Linked DNA regions of Mus musculus: regions 2, 3 and 4 are each linked to region 1. Evidence: chromatin contacts called from public HiCAR-type and promoter capture Hi-C data. All regions are on one chromosome and are shown on one strand. Each heading gives the region's core, a stretch centred on a gene start, on an enhancer-like site or on the middle of the called end of the contact. The rest is flanking DNA. Distances are from core to core; before and after follow the strand shown.

The links. Promoter capture Hi-C pulls out the DNA fragments that hold promoters and counts their contacts. HiCAR-type assays count read pairs that join an accessible place to other places.
Region 2: a contact with region 1 is called in a promoter capture Hi-C map of hippocampal neurons, with 2.8 times the contacts expected there. The contact joins the promoter of Fam227a here to the promoter of Tob2 in region 1. A contact is called at or near these places in 2 of 39 promoter capture datasets (hippocampal neurons and pre-B cells).
Region 3: a promoter capture Hi-C map of pre-B cells shows a contact between it and region 1, with 4 times the contacts expected there. The contact joins the promoter of Ddx17 here to the promoter of Tob2 in region 1. A contact is called at or near these places in 2 of 39 promoter capture datasets (liver and pre-B cells).
Region 4: a contact with region 1 is called in a HiCAR-type map of astrocytes, with 3 times the contacts expected there. The contact joins the promoter of Josd1 here to the promoter of Tob2 in region 1. A contact is called at or near these places in 1 of 39 promoter capture datasets (hippocampal neurons), 1 of 484 Hi-C or Micro-C datasets (CD8 T cells) and 1 of 115 datasets of contacts at active chromatin or transcription factors (astrocytes).

What each region holds. Positions count from the first base shown.
Region 1 is chr15:81,856,432-81,861,226 of GRCm38.p6, reverse strand. It overlaps Tob2 (transducer of ERBB2, 2), which reads left to right and starts at 2,901. Exons shown (of 2, transcript NM_020507.3): 1 at 2,901-3,291.
Region 2 is chr15:79,656,554-79,660,916 of GRCm38.p6, reverse strand. Fam227a (family with sequence similarity 227, member A) reads left to right here and starts at 1,961. Exons shown (of 18, transcript NM_029407.1): 1 at 1,961-2,236. It overlaps Cby1 (chibby family member 1, beta catenin antagonist), which reads right to left and starts at 1,690. Exons shown (of 5, transcript NM_028634.3): 1 at 1,624-1,690.
Region 3 is chr15:79,544,555-79,549,523 of GRCm38.p6, reverse strand. It overlaps Ddx17 (DEAD box helicase 17), which reads left to right and starts at 2,783. Exons shown (of 13, transcript NM_001040187.1): 1 at 2,783-3,329. The coding sequence starts at 3,280.
Region 4 is chr15:79,686,507-79,691,083 of GRCm38.p6, reverse strand. It overlaps Josd1 (Josephin domain containing 1), which reads left to right and starts at 3,212. Exons shown (of 4, transcript NM_028792.3): 1 at 3,212-4,351. The coding sequence starts at 4,167. It overlaps Gtpbp1 (GTP binding protein 1), which reads right to left and starts at 188. Exons shown (of 12, transcript NM_013818.2): 1 at 1-188. The coding sequence starts at 177.

The DNA of each region.
Region 1 (4,795 bases), core at 1,652-4,151:
CCCACACTCAGATTTTGTCACTGACTGTCCTTTCTTCTGCTATCGGTGGCAGAAGATGGGAAGAATCCAACCACGATACTATTGGGTAACTTTGAAGAAACAATCTAACATTTTCACCTCAGTTTGTGTGTATGAAGTTGTGACTCGCCTCAGGTTAATTGAGCCAATCATGAGCAGCTCTGCTTGTCCCTAGCGCCAAAATATCTGGCAGGACTTGCTTTGCTCTGAGAGGGGAAGTTGTTCCCACCCTGCAGTCGCCAGGGCTGGCCTCTGTGAAAGCCTGGTGAAAGCCCGGTGCCAACCTTTCACAAGACGTGTTTACTCAAATAGGAGGGGACTCTGGAATGCTGGAGTAGTAATTCAGTCTACAATTAAGCCCTGGCAAGATGAAATTACACATTGGGGAAGAGAAGAAGATTCCTCCTTACCACATAACTTGAGGCAGCAGTAATTAAGGATGATCGCCTCGCTCTATTTTATCCTTTCCTATTTATAGGCTCAACCTTTCCTCAAAACTCCCATTTACTAAGGAGACAGGATTTTTTTCAGGTTTTTTGTTGTGTGTAAACCTGCCCAAGGCTGATTCAAATAAAAGCACGAATACACAGAGACTCAAGGTCTTCCACTTGTATCTGCATTTTCTTTTTTAAAATCTGTATAAGCATTTCCTTGAGATACTCTTTGTTCCAGCTCATCCTAACCTTTTTCATCATTCTGTCTTGGAATATTTCTCATTGGGAAATGCTCACCAACTAGTGTTTATAGGCTGCAATTTGGCTAATTTTTCATGATGAAAAATATAAACTGTTTTGCAAATTCAGGTATTTTTTCAGAGAGGGAGACTGACCTATTTGAAGCAGGATTCACACACAATATTGATTAATCACAAGATTTCCATGTTTTTAGAAATGAATAATCGTGTTTGTCAACGTAAGAATATTTGTTGCATTAAATCGAAAACACACAGTGGGTGGCAGAACCGGGATATAAACCCACCTATTTCTATGGCCGCCTCTAATGATAGACTACAAATACCAGCTTCCCTTGCGATACCAAAGGGTACAAACGTTTGCTTACCAGAAGCTGTATCTAAAACCCAATCAGACGTCTCTCTCTGCTTGACGGCCAATGGGAGGGCTGTTGCTAACATATCTGTTTTATTTTTAGCTTTCATCCTTGTGGGCGGTCTCATGGCATTAGATGGAACACTGGGGGTGGGGGGGTGGGGGCAGGGCTGCTAAAAGGGAAGGGTGAAGTGAAGAGGGGCATGTATGACGCTTGCTGACGCACAAGTAGTCCCAGGAGAAGCCCCCGGGCTGTCCAGCTCGGATTGTGGGGGATGGGACACACGCGCTTAGGTTTCCTCCTGCCATCCTGGCACCGCGGAGTTTGCCCTCCCGCCCGGCATTTCTCTCCTCCTGTCTAGGAAAGCGTATTTAAATCTCTATACCTCCGTTGATCTCTGCTCTTGCCTACGTGATCAAGGAAAATAAAACGCACACAGTTCGTAACTGGAAACTTTCCGATCTCACCGCCCCACGTGGGTTCGGAGACTGCCGTTGCACCGGAACCTTCAGGAACGTGAATAAAGAATAGGGGTTGGCCAGGCGTGGTGGTGCACGCCTTTAATCCCAGCACTCGGGAGACAGAGGCAGGCTGATTTCTGAGTTCGAGGCCAGCCTGGTCTACAAAGTGAGTTCCACGACAGTCAGAGCTATACAGAGAAACCCTGTCTCGAACCCCCCCCCCCAAGAAAAAAAAAAAAGAAGAAGAGGAGGGGTTGTTGAATTGGAAAATAGGCGAACTAAGGCGGGGGCTAGGGGAACTGTACACAAGGCCAGCGGTCCTCCAGCCTAGTCTGATAGTCCAGTTCTCCTAGGGTTTCAACCCGCCACAGATCCTAGACCCCCTCATCGCTGAGCCTGCACTGTCACAAAGCCACAGAGTAGAAAAAGCGTGACCAAAATCCGGGCCCGGGTGCGCCTCGCTTCGCCGCCGCCGGGTGCTGTCGGGCTTAATGAACACCCTGCTCACCTTGCCAGGGCTGGCGCTTCTTCTGCGACTATTGCTAGAAGGAGCGCGGCTCTCATGCTCTCCTGTGCGTGGGTAACCTGCTCCAGAGAGCTCGAGGACCTCAGCAGAGGGGCGGCGGTCGCGCGTGGCCAGCCCTATTATGGTGTTTGGGACCCAACTTTCCGGGCTGGGAGTGCATGACTAACCGGTGCTCCGCTCTTTTTTCTAACCCTCGATCTTCTTGCACCCTTCCCTTCCCTTCGATCTTCCACGTCCCCACCAGGAGGGCGACACTGGTAAACTCAGGTTAGCCTACACTCAGATCCAGAACCTTCCTGGAGGTGGCATCGTGCCACTGTCTCCCCAAATTCAGAATGAACAAATCGGAACCGGGGAGTTCAAGTCACGGGGACCGTCAGAACTGAAGAGTCATGCCGTCTAGGTCTTAGGGAACTTTGAGAGCTGGGGCTAGGGTTTGGAGTTCTCAGGGCCCCGGTGATGCCAGCAACAGCCACTGTGTCCCAGGCTACTTCCTAATGGCCTGTTGTGTTCCAGGTCTGTCCCTACCCTCCCCGGGGTTGGTCTACACCGGTTTAAAAAAAAAAGAAAAAAACGTACATGGCGAGCTCAGACTGCTTTGGAGTCTTAAGAGAAGAAATCCGGCGCTAAGGCGCTCAGAAGGATTCCGAGGGTGAGCAGCCCCGCTGAGGACGTGGCAGGGAGGGGTCTAGAGGAGACAAGGTGAGAAGATCGCTATTACACTTCCCGCAGAACCTGGAATCCCAACCTACGACTGGGCTGCGAGGGGTTAAAGATGCCAAGGGAGGAAAAGTAGTCCCGGCCCCGCCCCGGCTGGGCGGAGGGACGCATCACGCAGGGGTGGGGAAAGCAGATTCATGCGCAGGGTTGCTGAGGGTGAAACTTTTCATTGACTTTGCTCACTTCGGGCCCAGGCGCGGGAAGGTGCAGGTCGTTGAGACTGAGTGTCGTGGGAACCGAGAGGCCAGAAGGACAGGACCTGCCAGACGAGTACATCCAGGGCTGGCCTCCATCCACCGCGTGACGGGTGCCATCCTCGGGTCCGCCATCCCCGCGCCGTCGCCGCCGAGCTCGACCTCCAAAAACAGCGGAAAGAATCACATGAGCTCGGTCCTCGTCCCTCTCTACCCTCAAACGACGTAAAAGGACACCGTGGCCCTCAGCCTCGCGGTGCCCGGGAAGCTGGGAGAGAGACCTCCGTCCCGCGGCCTGCAGAGCGGACCCTTCGTGGAGACCCGAGTGAGTGCGCGGGCTTGCGGGCGGGGGACGCCCACACTGGTCCACTCCCCTGCTGCCCCTCTCCGGATCCGCCCCTGTTTCGCTCTCCATCACTCTCTTTGATCCTGGGGTACCTAGTTTCGAGTGCGGCCCTCTCCTAAGCGGAGAGCGTTTCCTCCTTGACCTCCTTCCCCATTTATTCACGCCTCACTCGTTATGTTTTCCTTGCCCCCCCCCCCCAGAAACCAAACTCTGGCCAGAGTTAAATAAATTATGGGAAGGGAGGGGATTCTATCTTTATTTTTCGGCTGCTTTTCACGTGTGCGGGGTGGTGATTATTAACACAGTCTGTTTCTGTCCCTTTGGAACCTGTGAGATGGGAAATTTGGACATCCCCTTCTTGGTGACAGGGCCGGTTAGTGGAGAGTGCCCTTGGGTTGCCGAGCAAGAACTCATTGCAGGTTGAGCTCTTTATATACTTGTGTAGGCGGAAAAAAAAGTACCCAAAGAGCCTGTCGGATAGTGTATTAATTGTGTCTGATCTCTTCTATTCCTAAACTTCCCCTTCTGTCTGAGGGGGATGTACTCCGCCCTTGACCAAAAATCTAAGGAGGGAAAAGGGAAAAGCCATCCCCTCCCCTGGGAGCAACCAGAACTTCACACAGCAGGCTTTGGGATCAGCAGACAGGGTTTCCGGTGCCAGTTCGGTGTCTAACCTACCCCCCCCCCCCCCATCCACCCTAACCTATCCACCCTGGCCTGGGAGTGGGTTTGGTTTCTCTTTGATTTCTTAACAACAATAAAAATCCTGTTGCTTGCCTGAGCGCCTACCCCCAATGCCTCACTTAAGCACTGGGGAAAACAGCTGGTGTGGGAGGCAGGATTAGGGAGGTTTAACACCCTGCCGGGGAGGGTTGCTGAGGATCTGGTAAGTCTGGTCCTAGGGTAGGCCTTGTAATGGGGAGGAGACTCAGACTTTCTGAATATTGGATGATGCCCGGGTTTCAGATGTACGGATTTTGCTTGCCTGCCTGGGAACCTTTCCCCATTTCCTTTACCTGGGTCTGGTTTCTCAGATTTGTATTAAAAGTGGGGTAAGGCTTGGGCACTACCGGCTTCGGGCTTTATTGTCGACCGGGTGCCTCCTCACAGCTCTACTAGGAATTTCTTTGGCTTGGCCAACAAGACTGGAGAATCGGATCTAATGCTTGCCATTCCCTTCCTGGCTGTGGAGGTGCTGGAGCAGAGCCTACTGAGTATTAGGTGAAAAGGGCTCGTTTCTTCTTGAATACACTGCTCCTACATCTACCACAGACAGCGACACTCCTTTGAGATCCAGAGGCTGGGGCCGGAGCGGTGGCTCTATCCATTCCAGCCCACCTGGTTCATCTAGGAAAAACCCCTTAGTTGCAGAGCCCTGATTCAGTAAGCTTAGGAGGTCATGAAAGAAAAGGGGAGTTATTGGAGTCTAGCCTGAACAAGGACGTGGGGAGAAAGGATACCCGGTGAGAGGCCTTATGGGCAG
Region 2 (4,363 bases), core at 712-3,211, 2.2 Mb after region 1:
CAGCCTGGATGGCATCCTAAAGCCATGAAGCGACACCCGGATTTCACTCCCGGATGCAGAGCGGTACTTATCACAGTCTCGATAAGTATCACGACACTCACCGGCACACTAGCTTTAGTCACAGCACAACGTCCTGCAATGCTCATAAAATCAGTAACATCACTTAGGCTCGGGGAAGAGGTCAGCTTTTTAAATAAAACAAGTAGAGAGAAGTCATAAAACCACAAGGCTTCATGGTACATTTTTTTTTCCAATTATGTGTTTATGTGCTGAATGCATGCATATGTGCAGGTAGGTGTGTGTGTGTGTATCCACTTTATTAATATTTGTGTGCAGATTCGGAGTCTGGAGGGGGGACGTCAGGTGTCCTGTTGCATTCCCTTTAGATGGGGTCTCTCACTGAACCTGGAGCTAGACTGGCGGCCAGCGAGCACAAGCAATCCTGTCTCCGCCACCAACAGTGTTAGCATTGCAGGGGTCCGAGCTTGTAGCAGGCTTTTTTTTTTTTTTTTTTTTTGGTTTTTCGAGATAGGGTTTCTCTGTGTAGCCCTGGCTGTCCTGGAACTTCACTTTGTAGACCAGGCTGGCCTCGAACTCAGAAATCCGCCTGCCTCTGCCTCCCGAGTGCTGGGATTAAAGGCGTGTGCCACCACGCGCCGGCTTGTGGTAGGCTTTTAACTGAGATGTTGGGGACTTGAATCCATGGTCTCACACTTGAGCAGCAAGTACCCACATTCACTGAGCCTTTTCTCTAGTCCCCTTCACAGATTTTTTTTTTTAAACACACACACATACACACACCGTTCAAGGTATCCTAGGGTTCTTTAGGGAAGCTCTCTCATAGAAGACTATGGGCCAAGAAAATTAAAGGTTTGCACTTGGTTCCCAACCAACCCTGTTGCTCACCCTCTGGGGAGTCCAACGTTTTATCATCCCCCAAGGGCCTCAAAGGCTTTGTTTGCTGTTGTTTTTAATGTGTCTGAGTGTTTTGCCTGGGATACCATGGTCGTGCCTTGTGTCTGCAGATTCTACAACTAGAGTTACTGGCGTTTGTGAGCTGGGAATCGAATCCCAGTTCTCTGCAACAGCAACCAGTTCTCTGAGACTCTGATCCATTTCTCCGGCCAGTGACGTCCCTTATTTATAATCACGAATGATAACAGCCTGCAGCTCGTAGGTTAAGAGTGCTTTCATGTTTACAAACTGTTGGGACATTTGATGCTCACCATGACCCTGAGAAGTAGATCAAATTGTCCCCCTTTACAGGGAAATGCACTTACTGTGCGAAGCTTTAGTTTGCATCAGGCTATAAAATACATTCTCTTCATTCTGACAAAAAATAAAGGAAGGAAGCATCTTTGGTTTTCACTGGATTCTCAAAGGGAAAGGTGTCTCGAAAAAGTTAAGAGCCAGCCAGTCTCACGGGTCACAAAACCCAAAGAGTTCTGTACGGGTTAGGAGAAGACCTTCAAAGGATGGGGTCAAAACACCATCTCCGAGTCTCCGTCGCAAGAGGTGCCCGCGGAGCATGCCACGGTCCAGCCTGCCCGCTTCTCCAGGGGTACCCGGGCATCCCACCCACCACTACTGGCACGGATATCCGCCCGCCGCTCCCAGAGGTACCTGTCTGCGAAGCCGGAATCCCGAGCTAGCCTGCAGCTTTCTGCAAGGATCTGCCCAGGCCGCGTCAACCGCCGCGACCGCGATTGGCCGGCGCCGGGCAACCATCGTGCGCATGCGCAGCCTCTCTGGCTTCTACCACTGAGAATGCAGAGGGAGCCAGCTCCGAGACGAGCCTCCGCGAAGCAGCGGAGCCCCTGCGGACTCTCTAAGGTTCACGAATAGAAGAAAGCCTTGGGCACGACTTCTGGAGATACACACATGCCTTGGGCACGACTTCTGGAGATACACACATGCCTTGTGGCATAGGCTGGGAGAGGCATGACCCCCTAAATACGTTGGTCTGGTCCCCGGGTCAGCGCCGCCGTCGTCATAGTAATCGTTTTCCTTGGCAACAAAGCAGGCCGAAAGCTGCTTTGTTGTGTTAAAAATGTTAAGTGGTGACCCAGGCTGGACTCACAGTAGCAAAATGGACCGACCTGCAGCTCCCCCGCCCCGGCCACAAAGCAAACCGCGCCCCTTGGGCCGCGGATGCTGGCGGACATCCGGAGCTTGGTCCGGTCACTGGAGGGGCTGGTGGCGGAACCCGCCCTGACGCTTCTGCCGAAGCTTTCAGGTAAGACAGACGGACAGATATGACGACTCCCTGCCAGTAGCAAACTGGCTCCTGCCAGTCTTGCCTCCTCCACACTCCCACAAGCAAGGGAAACTGAGGTCCAGGGAAGGTTGCCCAGTGTACAAGGGGTAGAGAACTGGAGAGTCAGCTCCAGGATTCCTCAAGTCCTAAGGACATTGTAGCTCGGTTTGGTAAATGAAGAAATGGCCATCCAGGAGGCGTTTCTTGGCTGCCTAGTGGGTGTACGAGGTCATCCCACCATAAAGGACAGGACCCAGCTCCAAGCAGTCTTCCTCCACCTTTGCCACACAGCGTTCGAAGAGAGAATTCCACATCAAAATCAACCATATCTAGTGTAGCAACCGCTACAGAAACATAAAGCAGAACACATTTGAAAGTTGCGATCATTCTAGAAGTTTTTTTGTTTGTTTGTTTGTTTGTATGTTTGTTTGTTTGCTTGTTTGTTTTTTTCGAGACAGGGTTTCTCTGTGTAGCCCTGGCTGTCCTGGAACTCAGTCTGTTGACCAGGCTGGCCTCAAACTCAGAAATCCGCCTGCCTCCCAAGTGCTGGGATTAAAGGCGTCCGCCACCACCGCCAGGCTCTAGAAGCTTTTTGATATTAAACCTTGTGCGCCCTCTACCGGTGCTATCCCCGAAGCACCTTTCGTATTTTGAGATAAAGTCTCCCTGGGTACTCCTTATCTCATCCTCCTGCCTCAGCCTCTCAGTGCTGGAATTACAGACACACACCCAGCCTGCCTTCAACCCCTACCCTTTTGCTTTGTTTGTTTTTTTTTTTTTAAGATTTATTTATTTATTTATTATATGTAAGTACACTGTAGCTGTCCTCAGACACTCCAGAAGAGGGAGTCAGATCTCGTTACGGATGGTTGTGAGCCACCATGTGGTTGCTGGGATTTGAACTTCGGACCTTCGGAAGAGCAGTCGGGTGCTCTTACCCACTGAGCCATCTCACCAGCCCCGCTTTGTTTGTTTGATATTTGAGACTGGGGCTCAATATGTAGTTCTGGCTGCTCTCCCAACTTACAAAAGTCCTCCCGCCTCTTTCTCCAGAGCGCTGGGATTAAAGGCTAGTGCTCCATACCCGGCCCTAGGCTTTTTAACAAGTCAATTCAAAACAGATTAAATTAACTTGACTATTGTTGCACTTAACTCGGTTTGTCCAAAATACGAATAAACAAATATTTTAAATTTTTACCATGTATTGGTTATTAATTTCTTTAGTCACGCTAACCAAATTTCAGAACTTTTGTTTTGGTGTGTGGCTAGTGGCCGTGGGGCTGGGCAGCATCCAGGAGTGTTTTCCTTCCAGCCTCGTTGCCCTCTGTCTGGGAGCTGTTTCTTCTCCCCATCAGCCAGTTAACTCCTGCTCTTCCTTCAGCACCTTGACCTCCGTAACTAGGTCAGAACAAACTGTTGCAGCACTTCAGAGGCAGAGGCAGGAGGAGCTCTGTGAGTTGGAGGCCAGCTCGGACTACATAGCAAGTGCCAGGCCAGCCAGGGCTACGTCATGGTGAGACACTGTCTCAAAAACAAAAACAACAACAACAAATACCCAAAACCACACTGTCACCTCATAACCCTATGTACTTTCTTTGGAAGCAGTCATGAGTTATATAATTCATCATTACATACAGAATTTTGATGAATTATACTTTATAATTATGTACTTATTTTAATTTTACAAGTCTACCTCAATAGCCCCACTAGGGCTATGGATCCAGTCTGGCTCAGTTTACCATCCTGTGCCCAGTTGGAGCACACTTTTTAGTCTGTGGGAAGTCCTCAGTAAATAGTCACCGAGTGGCTCGACGTTGATGGTGACGGAGGACCAGTACCGCAGTCTGCATTTCACATGCTATCAAATGCTAACTCTGAGCAGGGGATCGGCAGTCCCAGCTGCCACAATGCCCCAAGGGGAAGGGCTCCTCAGCTCCCACGCATCCACCCCCAGCACTTGGCACAGTGCTTGCCATAGCGCGGCTTTCAATGAAGCTTGCTTTCCCTCCTCTGCAGACAACGGCAGTAGAAAGCTTACCGGGCCCCAGAGCACACGTATCCTTAAATGGTAGGAGGGAGAATTCAGCCCGGAGCGATGTGTGTATT
Region 3 (4,969 bases), core at 1,534-4,033, 2.3 Mb after region 1:
GTGCTGACAGTGCACACTTAGAGGGGGTCGGCATCTCTGGCCTTCATTCTCTAGATGTCTCCCTCCTTTATGTCATGACAGTAAGAAGGCTGGTTACCCAGTTTTTCTTCTTAGGGGTACCGTCTCTGGTTAAAAAGAAGCAAATGCAGAAAAGATGTATTGAATGTGGTTAGATAGGAAAGAAGGGCACAGAAATTCAGTGTATCTTCTCAAAGTAGCCACACTGAATACATTTTCCTTTTTTTTTTTAAATGGGTTTTAATTGTTTTTTTTTTAAAGATTTATTTATTTATTTATTTATTTATTTATTATATGTAAGTACACTGTAGCTGACTTCAGACAATCCAGAAGAGGGCGTCAGATCTTGTTACAGATGGTTGTGAGCCACCATGTGGTTGCTAGGATTTGAACTCCAGACCTTCAGAAGAGCAGTCGGGTGCTCTTACCCACTGAGCCATCTCACCAGCCCACATTTTCCTTTTTAATGATTCATTTGTCCCTTTTGACTTCTTCGGGATGGGTGCCTGTCTTAGTTAGGGTTTTACTGTTGTGAACAGATTCCATGACCAAGGAAACTCTTATAAGGACAACATTTAATTGAGCTGGCTTACAGGTTCAGAGGTTCAGTCCATTATCATCAAGGCAGAGCATGGCAGCATCCAGGCAGCATGGTGCAGGGTGGGCTGAGAGTTCTACATCTCATCTGAAGGCCGCTAGGAGAATACTGACTTCCAGGCAGCTAGGGTGAGAGTCTTAAGCCCACGCCCAAACACAGTGACACACATACTCCAACAGGGCCATACTTCCTAATAGTGCCATTCCCTGTGCCAAGCATGTACAAACCATCACAGTGCCTAACTTGTCTTCTTAGGGTATAGACTGTTAACACCTCCATACATTATCCATTGTCTCCTAGGGAACACCAGGAACCACTCTTAACCTTTGGTTCTCCAACCACCAGCAAATCACTGGCTCCAGCCACACAACTGAACCATTTCTCTCAGCAGTAATAACCTGCACCAAGTCCCACCATTTCCTGCCTGGACTTCAGTACCCAGCCACGTCCAAAGGGTCTCACACTGTAGCTCTGTCTGTCTTACTATGTAGACCAGACTGGCCTAGAACTCAGAGAGACTAAAGAAAAGAGACAGTACACTGGGCCTTCACTAGATTAACTGTTCCTGCCTTAGCTGCCTCTCAGTTGATTCTCTGCACTGCAGTCAAAGGGGTCCTTCTTTATGCCGCTACTTTAAACCAGACATTTTCACCTTCAAGGAAACCAAGCTCTTTAAGTAGCTTCCATCTTCTTGGACTCAGGCTTTGCATAATTGATCTTCCCCCTTGGCAGCAAGGACCTTAGTTGAGACCTCAGCTCAAATGTCATTTGATAGATGGGGGATGCCTTCTGAGAGCACCCGATGTCATCCCGTTTCCTCAACTTGTCTCTAGCCCCTTTCTTGTTTTTGTTTCTTTGGTGTTTGTTGGTTGGTTTTTGAGAGAGGGTTTCTTTGTGTCACCCTGGCTATTCTGGAACTCACTTGGTAGACCAAGCTGGCGTTTAACTCAAGAGATTCACCCACGAGTGCTGGAATTAAAGTATGGCCTTCCCTTTAGTGTTTTTTTGCTGTTGTTCTTGGAGGTGCTGGGTGTTGAATCCAGGGCTTCAGTCACGGTCAGCAAGCACTGTTCCACAGCCTCAACACCATTTTCTTTTCCAAGTCAGCAAAAGTCTAACATACACATTTGTCATCTGTCTCCTCTCCGTCTCTAGAGAATAAAGCTCTGTGCCAAGGAACGTGTTGGATCCCCAGTGTCCCAGCAACTAGCACAATGCCTGGCTCTCCATGGCCGAAGTGACAAATGAACCGTTTCTCAAGACGCCTCTTTACTCTCCTGGCTTTCCTAACCTAAGCAACACTCAGGACATGAGACAAGACTAAGCCTCCAGTCTGCCGGCCTCCATTCTCCGCGGCGGTAGAAATGAGCCTAGAGGTCTCAAGGAACCCAGCAGTTCCACAATTTAGTAAAGCAACTATGTCCAAGTTTGTGTGGCTTGGCAGTGCGCAGGGATGGCGAGCCAAAGAAAGCAATCTAGGAGTTGGGTGGCACCGGCGGCCTAGCCCAGCCTGCCCTCCCCGGATAGGGTTTGCAAATCCTAGCCTGTCAAACCCACCGCTTCTGCAGTGGGGCACCCGGGTAAGGCACCCATTTTCATGGTGGCTAAGGTCCAAGGCGCCCACCTCAGAAAGGACTCTGGGAAGGTGTGGCCTCTGCGTCAACTACGGCCAGAGGAAAAGGTGCCAACCCTTTGTTCGGAAAATAGCACCTCAGTAAGAAACGCGGGAAACACAGGGTGTCTTTTGGCCCAGCCAGGCTGTTGGCCGCTGAAAGAGAGCGACACGACGCATCCAACATGGCTGCGGCGCCAGCGCGGCGAAAAGCGACGGGAAAGAAATGGCGCCGGGCTGTGTGGCCAGCTTGGGGCACACGGCGTTGGGACGTTGGAACCAAGAAAGCGGCCTCAAGACTCTCTGGGTTCTACTGCCCAGAGACCCGGAAGTCTGACTAAGGCTACGTGGAGTGCTACCATTATGTCTGCACAAGGCCGGCCTCAAGCGCCGGGTTGAGCTCGGAATGCCGGGAAAAGTCCATTCTCGAAACAGAATGCGCTACGAAGACTGCGCTGACCCGCAATAGTGGGCGGGCCAACGACGCCAACACTGTGACGTCGTGCCGACGGCTCGCCCCACCCCCAGCCAACGTTCTAGAGCTGGCGGTGCGAGAACCCTACGCCGGTTGCGCACATTGCCTTGTTTAAGGTGGGCCGACCAGGGCCCCCATCTCCGTCACCGACGTAAAGCGGTTCCGAGAATGTCCGTGGCGTCGCGCGGAGCCCTCCAGACGCTGTTTACGTAGCGTCTGGGCCGTGCGTAGCGTTAAGTTGGAGCGGTCTCCGCGGCCGCCGCCATTTTGTGCAGTTGCTGGGAAGGAAGGGAGACGCCTCAACCGTGGCACCGCCCGGTTTGAGCGGGACCAGACCTCCCGACTGTCCTAACAACCCCGATTCTCTGAGTTGTGCTCCCGTCTCCGACGAGAGAGGCGGCGACGGTGGCGTCTGCGACGGGAGACAGCGCGTCGGAGCGAGACAGCGCCGCGCCTGCCGCCGCCCCAACAGCGGAGGCGCCGCCGCCGCCATCGGTCATCACTAGACCCGAGCCGCAGGCCCTCCCGAGCTCGGTCATCCGTGCCCCGCTCCCAGATCTTTATCCGTTTGGGACCATGCGTGGAGGCGGCTTTGGGGATCGGGATCGTGACAGGGACCGTGGAGGGTAAGGGGGAGGTGCGGGCGGGGGGCGGGGTGGCCCGCAGAGCCCTGAGGCTCGCGCCGTACAATGGCGGCGGCGCGCAGGCCTCAGGCTTGGGCGGACGTCTCTGCGGACCGCGATCCTGGCTCGGAAGTGGCAGGCCAGCCTTGTCGCCTCTCTTGGCCCGCTCGCTGATCATTTGATCCCTGCAGGCCGGCCGCAGTGTCTGTCTGGGGGAGGATCCGGATGCTCAAGTTTTAATCTAGGAAAAGCTGCTTGAGATCGTTTCTTTTCCGCTATGTTAGCCATCCCTGTTAGAGAGGGACTGGAGTCGAAAAGGCCTTTTTTTGGTTTTAAACTAGGTTTTACTCCCTTTCTGTTATATTTTTGGTTAAGTGGAATCAGATTGGAATGGGAAGTGCTGGAGTTGCTTTCCAAAAGATCCAAATTGCGGGTGACTTTTTTTTTTTTTTTTTGAAACTAACAAAGCCTGTTGAAATCAAGAGAACTCCTTGAGGTGGCACACCCTGCACTAGAGACTGAGTCAGGCTTGGAGTTCAAAGCTAGCCTGGGCTACACAGATCAGAACAAGAGAACAGTTAGCAGAGTTCAAAGTGAGGGCAGTGGTAGAAAGAAAAAAAAATCAGAATAAGCCTTGTAAAGGAATCGTAATTGTAGAAGCTTTATTCTGTCCTAGGTCATTATTCAAGATCCAAGCAGTTTGGGATTATAAGCAAGCCCAGTGGAAATAACACATAGGAGCCACATTATTATCCTTATTAGACTTAGCCTTAAAATCTCCTAAAGATTGGGTTTTGGCCATTATTACAGATTGAAAACAAAAGAAAACTGGTTATTTCTAGAAGTGTTTTAGACTTGTATCAGTTGCTTCATTTGCAAGTGGAGTAAAGTAGTCAAATGAGAAGGCCTGGCTCACTGTAGTATTGCACTGAAAAGCCAGAGGCCTTTTAAAGGTCTTGGTGGGTCTACTCAGTTGAATGTTTTTCTTTCTAGTTGTGCTGGTTTAGCAGTGGTATTAATAAGTCACCCAAATTCTGCCTACTGAATGTAGATACCCAAAGAATTCCAGTAAAATTTCTGGCCATGATCACTGCAGGGTGGGTTTGTCTCAGGGCCATGAAGCTTAGTCTAACGGTTGTCCTGGAATGTGTCCTCAGTGTCCCCAAGTTCAGAAACACGGGTGTAGGCCACCACACCAGGTTCTAACAGAAGAGGGGATTACCTTGTGGGGTTCCTGCTACCTCTCCCAATATTGGCAGGTCTTGAAATGAAATTCTTTAAAATAACTTGAAATTTCTCCAATTTTCTAGTGGTTTACAGGAAATAAGGAAATGAGATCTTGCAGAGCATGGTGGCTCATGCCTTTAATCCCAGCACTCTGGAAACAGAAAGAGAGGCCTCCAGCACAGCCAAGGCTATATAAAAGAAACCCTGTCTCGAAAAACAAAAGAAAAAAGGAAATGAGATTTTTTTTTTTTTTACAGCCCTGTACTCTCATAGATTAAGACAAAGAGGGTATATTAGGATTGTAGTTTCTAATTTCTTGTATCTTAGGTTTGGCAAGTGGCCATATCTATATTGTTTAGCTTACCTGTTTGTTGTATCTAAAAGACAAGGCTTATTTAAATCTGAGGGGGGTTTGT
Region 4 (4,577 bases), core at 1,963-4,462, 2.2 Mb after region 1:
CAGCTCCGGCTCGCCGTTGAGCGCCTCGCCGTCCTCGCTGCAGTCAGAATCGAAGCCGCCATGGAGTCGGGCCGCGGCCGCGGCGGCCCGAGCCGCCCCCGGAGAGCTAGGCTCGGGGGCGAACATCGAGGCCGGCACCGGCGAGTCGACCGGGGAGCGACTCCGCTCCGCCGCCATCTTTAAGAACTTAAGCTAATTCGCAGCCGGCCGCCCGCCCTCCCTCCCTGGCTCATTTAACTAATTTATGCTCGGCCCCGCCCCTTCTTGTTAGAATAATTTATGCGCGGCTTCCCCGCCTCCCGAGACTGTCACGTATCTCTAGCGGAGACACAGAAGACCCAGTCTCTCATTTACCAATCGTCGCAGCTCTCTCAAATACTTTAATGAATAATTAATGAGACCAAAACCCTAACAACAAACGTCGTAGTGGTCGGGAGCCTTGGTCCCACCTCTAGTGGGGCCAACACAGCGTGCACGCTACCTGCCTGGATCCTTCCCGCCAACGGGAGCGAAGCAGAGGTTTGACTGACTTGACAACAATCCAATGAAAAGAGGCATCCATTCTTTACTCCCCACCTCACTTTCCAGAGGCGGGGCCAGCCTCCAAATCATACTGCAAAACAGTCCCGCCTGGAGCCTCTCAAAATGATGGACAAGGGCGGGACCCAATCTTGTCCTCCCTAAGTCCCGCGCGTCTGGCCGCCGCATACCCAGATAGTAAACTGTGAAATGAGCCTGGCACTCCGAATGATTGAAGGCAGTTGCTGCAACACTGTGTCCGGCGTGCTGGCATGCGCAAGGCAATTTTTATAGTAGAATCGATGCTATGTATTCCAGGAGTGGTAATATTACAGCCGCCAGACCAAGACAATTAATTAAATGCTGACCTCAGGGAGTTCCATTCATGACTCCTCGGAGAGCAACTGAGTGAACAGAAAGATGTTGACAGCCCAAACTCTAGCGTAAATCCCCTCACGTTTTTGGTGAACAGCTGAGCCACAGGTCTAGGATCTGTCAAGGTAGTTTCTTGTGGCTTATTTTTCAGTTGCCACTTGTGGAAAGTCCCAGTCCAAAAAAAAAAAAAAAAACCCGCCGTTCGTGTACCTGAAATTCCCGTTTCAAATGTCTGAAAAATTTAGACTATTAGGTGAGTTCTGTTTTTTACCAAGATCTAATTATGCTGGCTGGACCTGGCCACTCCTCCTGGTAATAGATTAAAAAAAAGAGCAGCCGCCTGAGGAAGTACGAGAAATTTAGGGATTGGACCACAGGATGTATATAGTAAGTAAGGAAAAGGGTACAATATAGCCGTCACCTAATTCGGGGAGAGTCTTGTCCTCATTTTTAACGTACTACCAAGTCTGTGAGCAGATGCTGCTGGAAACCTGACCTTAATGGTTTTTTACTGAGATTTGTTTTTATTTTGTATGAATGGTGTGTGTGTGTGTGTGTGTGTGTGTGTGTGTGTGTGTATGTCTGTGTGCCACCTTTGTGCAGGGCCTGTAGAGTCTAAATGGGGCACCGGAACCCTTTTGGACTAGAGTCGCAGACGATTGTTAGCCTCCATTAGGGTACTGGGAATCCAACCCAGGTCTTCTGAAACTCTGAGCTATATCTCCAGACCCAGAGATTCGGACTCCTAAAGTGAGAGGCAGTCTTGTGGACCGTAACCCTATATCTGTGGATTCTGACAGTATCCCCAAGTATTAAGAATTCAACTGGAGGTTGCTCACTGCTTGGCTGGGGGTGATCAGAGGTGACAGTTGTATTAATTCTATTGCTTCGATTGCTATTTAGCATTGTATGGCCAGAAAAAGTTCAGTTTCAGAATACATTGCTATCTGGCTGGGGGGAAAGACTGTCCTTCTCACTATAGGACTTTGCCTAGAAAGGATATATATTCTGAATACTTGCTTTTCGAATTGAATGTTTTGGAGAATAAATATAAAAAGTAACAGTTGAGAGGTAATTCCTAATCATCTTTACATTCTCTTTCTGAAAACAATTTGGTCCAAGCTCAAACCCTTAATTCACTATAGACATAATGATTTCAAACAACTTGATCGACTTCTTTGGGCTGTATTTTTCTCCCTGAAAAAGAAAAAAAAAGTCTAATTTGCTTAACAATAATTAATTACTCATCAGTTAATTAATAGATGTTTACAATAATTCTGGTTGAACAGCAAGTCCCTAGGAGATAAATCCTATGTAAATACACTGTAACAGTTTGGTAGTTTACACATTACACACACACACACACAAAAAGATAATTCAAAAGTAGTCTAGGTAGAGGATGCCCTATCATGTGGTAATCTCTCAGATGTGTTGCACAATACTGTTGATTGGGGTGATCATGAGGATTAGAGAAACCATTACTTTGAAAGTGCAAATCTGTTGTTTTCCCTAACAAAAATCCGATAGGAAGGCAAGTTAGAAACAGTGACTTAATTTAAACCCATGGGAAACTGTAAATAGTCTGCCTTTGGACACAATGTACTCAGCTAAACTCAAAATACGGAGCTCTAGTTGGTAGAGTGCTTGTCTTGCATTTACCAAGGTTCGATCCCTTGCCCTGAACAAATTGGACATTCTTGGTTACGTAATGAGTTTGAGACCAGCTGAACTAGAGAACACACACGCGCACACACACACACGTCTAAAAAGAAGGATCAGAAGGGAAAAGAAAACACAGAAAGGAAGGCTTGTGACAGCCATCAAGAGAAGGTTGCTGATCAAAAGGGCAGTGGTTTGTGTGAAGTGAACTGGAATACGACACCAAGGATCTGAAATAGAACTCAGGTTTCCATTTGAAATATGACTCCCGGCGAGAGTCTTGCCCTCAGCTCTCAAAGAAAACTGGAGGCGGTCGGGTTCACCAACCAAGATTACGCCCGACCGCGTCGGTAAAGTGTTAGGAAATCTGATGAACATAAGTGGGCCAGGGCAGCCGCTGCCCGGGCTCAAGAAAGCACTCTGCCGGGAGGAGGGCCCTGCGGCGTCCAGGCGGGAGTGGGCGCCGGGGCGGAGCTGCGGCGAAGCGACAAGTCGACCTCCCCCGCTACCGCGGAGCTCCACAACCCTGCACAACGGCTCCGCGACCTCTAAGCACCTCCACCGGACCAACAGCCCGCGTTGGCTACGTCACACAACGTCAGGGGTGACGCGAGGTTGGCAGGCGGGGTCAGCGCGGGGGCGTGTCTGGGGCGCGCGCGGAGTGAACGCCGCTGACGTCGGGCTCAGGTGCGCGTGCCCGCCCGCTCCGCCGCCTGCTTGTCCGCGCGTGGGCCAGGTGGCGGCCCGCAAGCTCCAGGTGGCGGCGTCGGGGAGACGAACAGTCCCCGCCGGGCAGGCAGCGGGAAGGAGCCCGGGACTGGCCTCACGTGACAGCAGGAGGTCGCTGCGGGGACGGTCAGCCCGGTGGGCCAAGGCTGCACCGGGCGAGGCAAGGCGTCCGGCCGCACCCTCGCGGGCCAGGCGGGACCTCCCCGCGGCGGCGCCCGGGCTGCCGTTCCCCTTTCCGCGGCTCCTCCCGCGCCGAGGCGAAGCGGCTCCTCCGCTGGGCCGAGTCCGCCAGTCCGCTGGCGGTCATGGAGCGCTATCCCCGGAGCCCCCGCGCGGCCCGCGACCTCACGCCCTCCGATCCTCGCTAGCTCTTGGCATTGGGCCTTTTCTCCGCCACCCAACCCGGTCTTCGGAGCCTGTGGTGTTGTGATTCGGACGAAATGGAAGAAAAGGAGCGATGTGACCCCTTCGGTTCTGCCCTCCTGCATTGAGGCCTAGTTGGCATCTGCAGAGAGGAAAACACGGCCAGGAAAGCGTGGTGTTTCTTTTTTTCCAAAGGGGGTGGGAGGGGAAGGCGGCAGCCAAAGGGAGGAATCCTACGTTTTATATGTTTTTTTTTTCTTTGTTAATTCTACACTTTGAAAGTGTTGGCTAAATAAACTAATCCAAAAGTTATTTTTTCCTATCGAGAAGACAGAAAAAGGTAGATTTTTTTTTTTGTCCCTTTTGATTCCAACCTTTCCTCCCAGTGACAAAGCATAAATCATGAACACCAGAGAATAAATAGGTGAATCTCAGGAATCCGAAGACAGAAACCTAGACTTTCCTCAGGAGGGAAGGAGCGGAGTGTTTAGCGGCTCTGCCTGGAACCTAAATCGAAAAACATGAGTTGCGTGCCATGGAAAGGAGACAAGGCCAAAGCTGAATCCTCGGACCTTCCCCAAGCAGCGCCCCCACAAATCTACCATGAGAAGCAGCGCAGGGAGCTCTGTGCTCTTCATGCTCTCAACAACGTCTTCCAGGACAGCAACGCCTTCACGCGGGAAACGCTGCAGGAGATTTTCCAGAGGTAGGACTCCCCTGCTTGGCATCTCGATCCCCCCCACTTCTTGGTATTTCTGAGTTTGTGTGGGTGGTGCAGTGTCTCGGGGACAGAAACCTTCAAACCTACAGGTTTGGAATTTAGATGCTGGGGGCAGGAATGAGGCACACAGAAATGGCAGGCAGGTAGTCACCATCTATGGTCCATCTGTGGTGGACTAACCTCAGTTGTGCTGTCTCCACGGCTGGAGTCA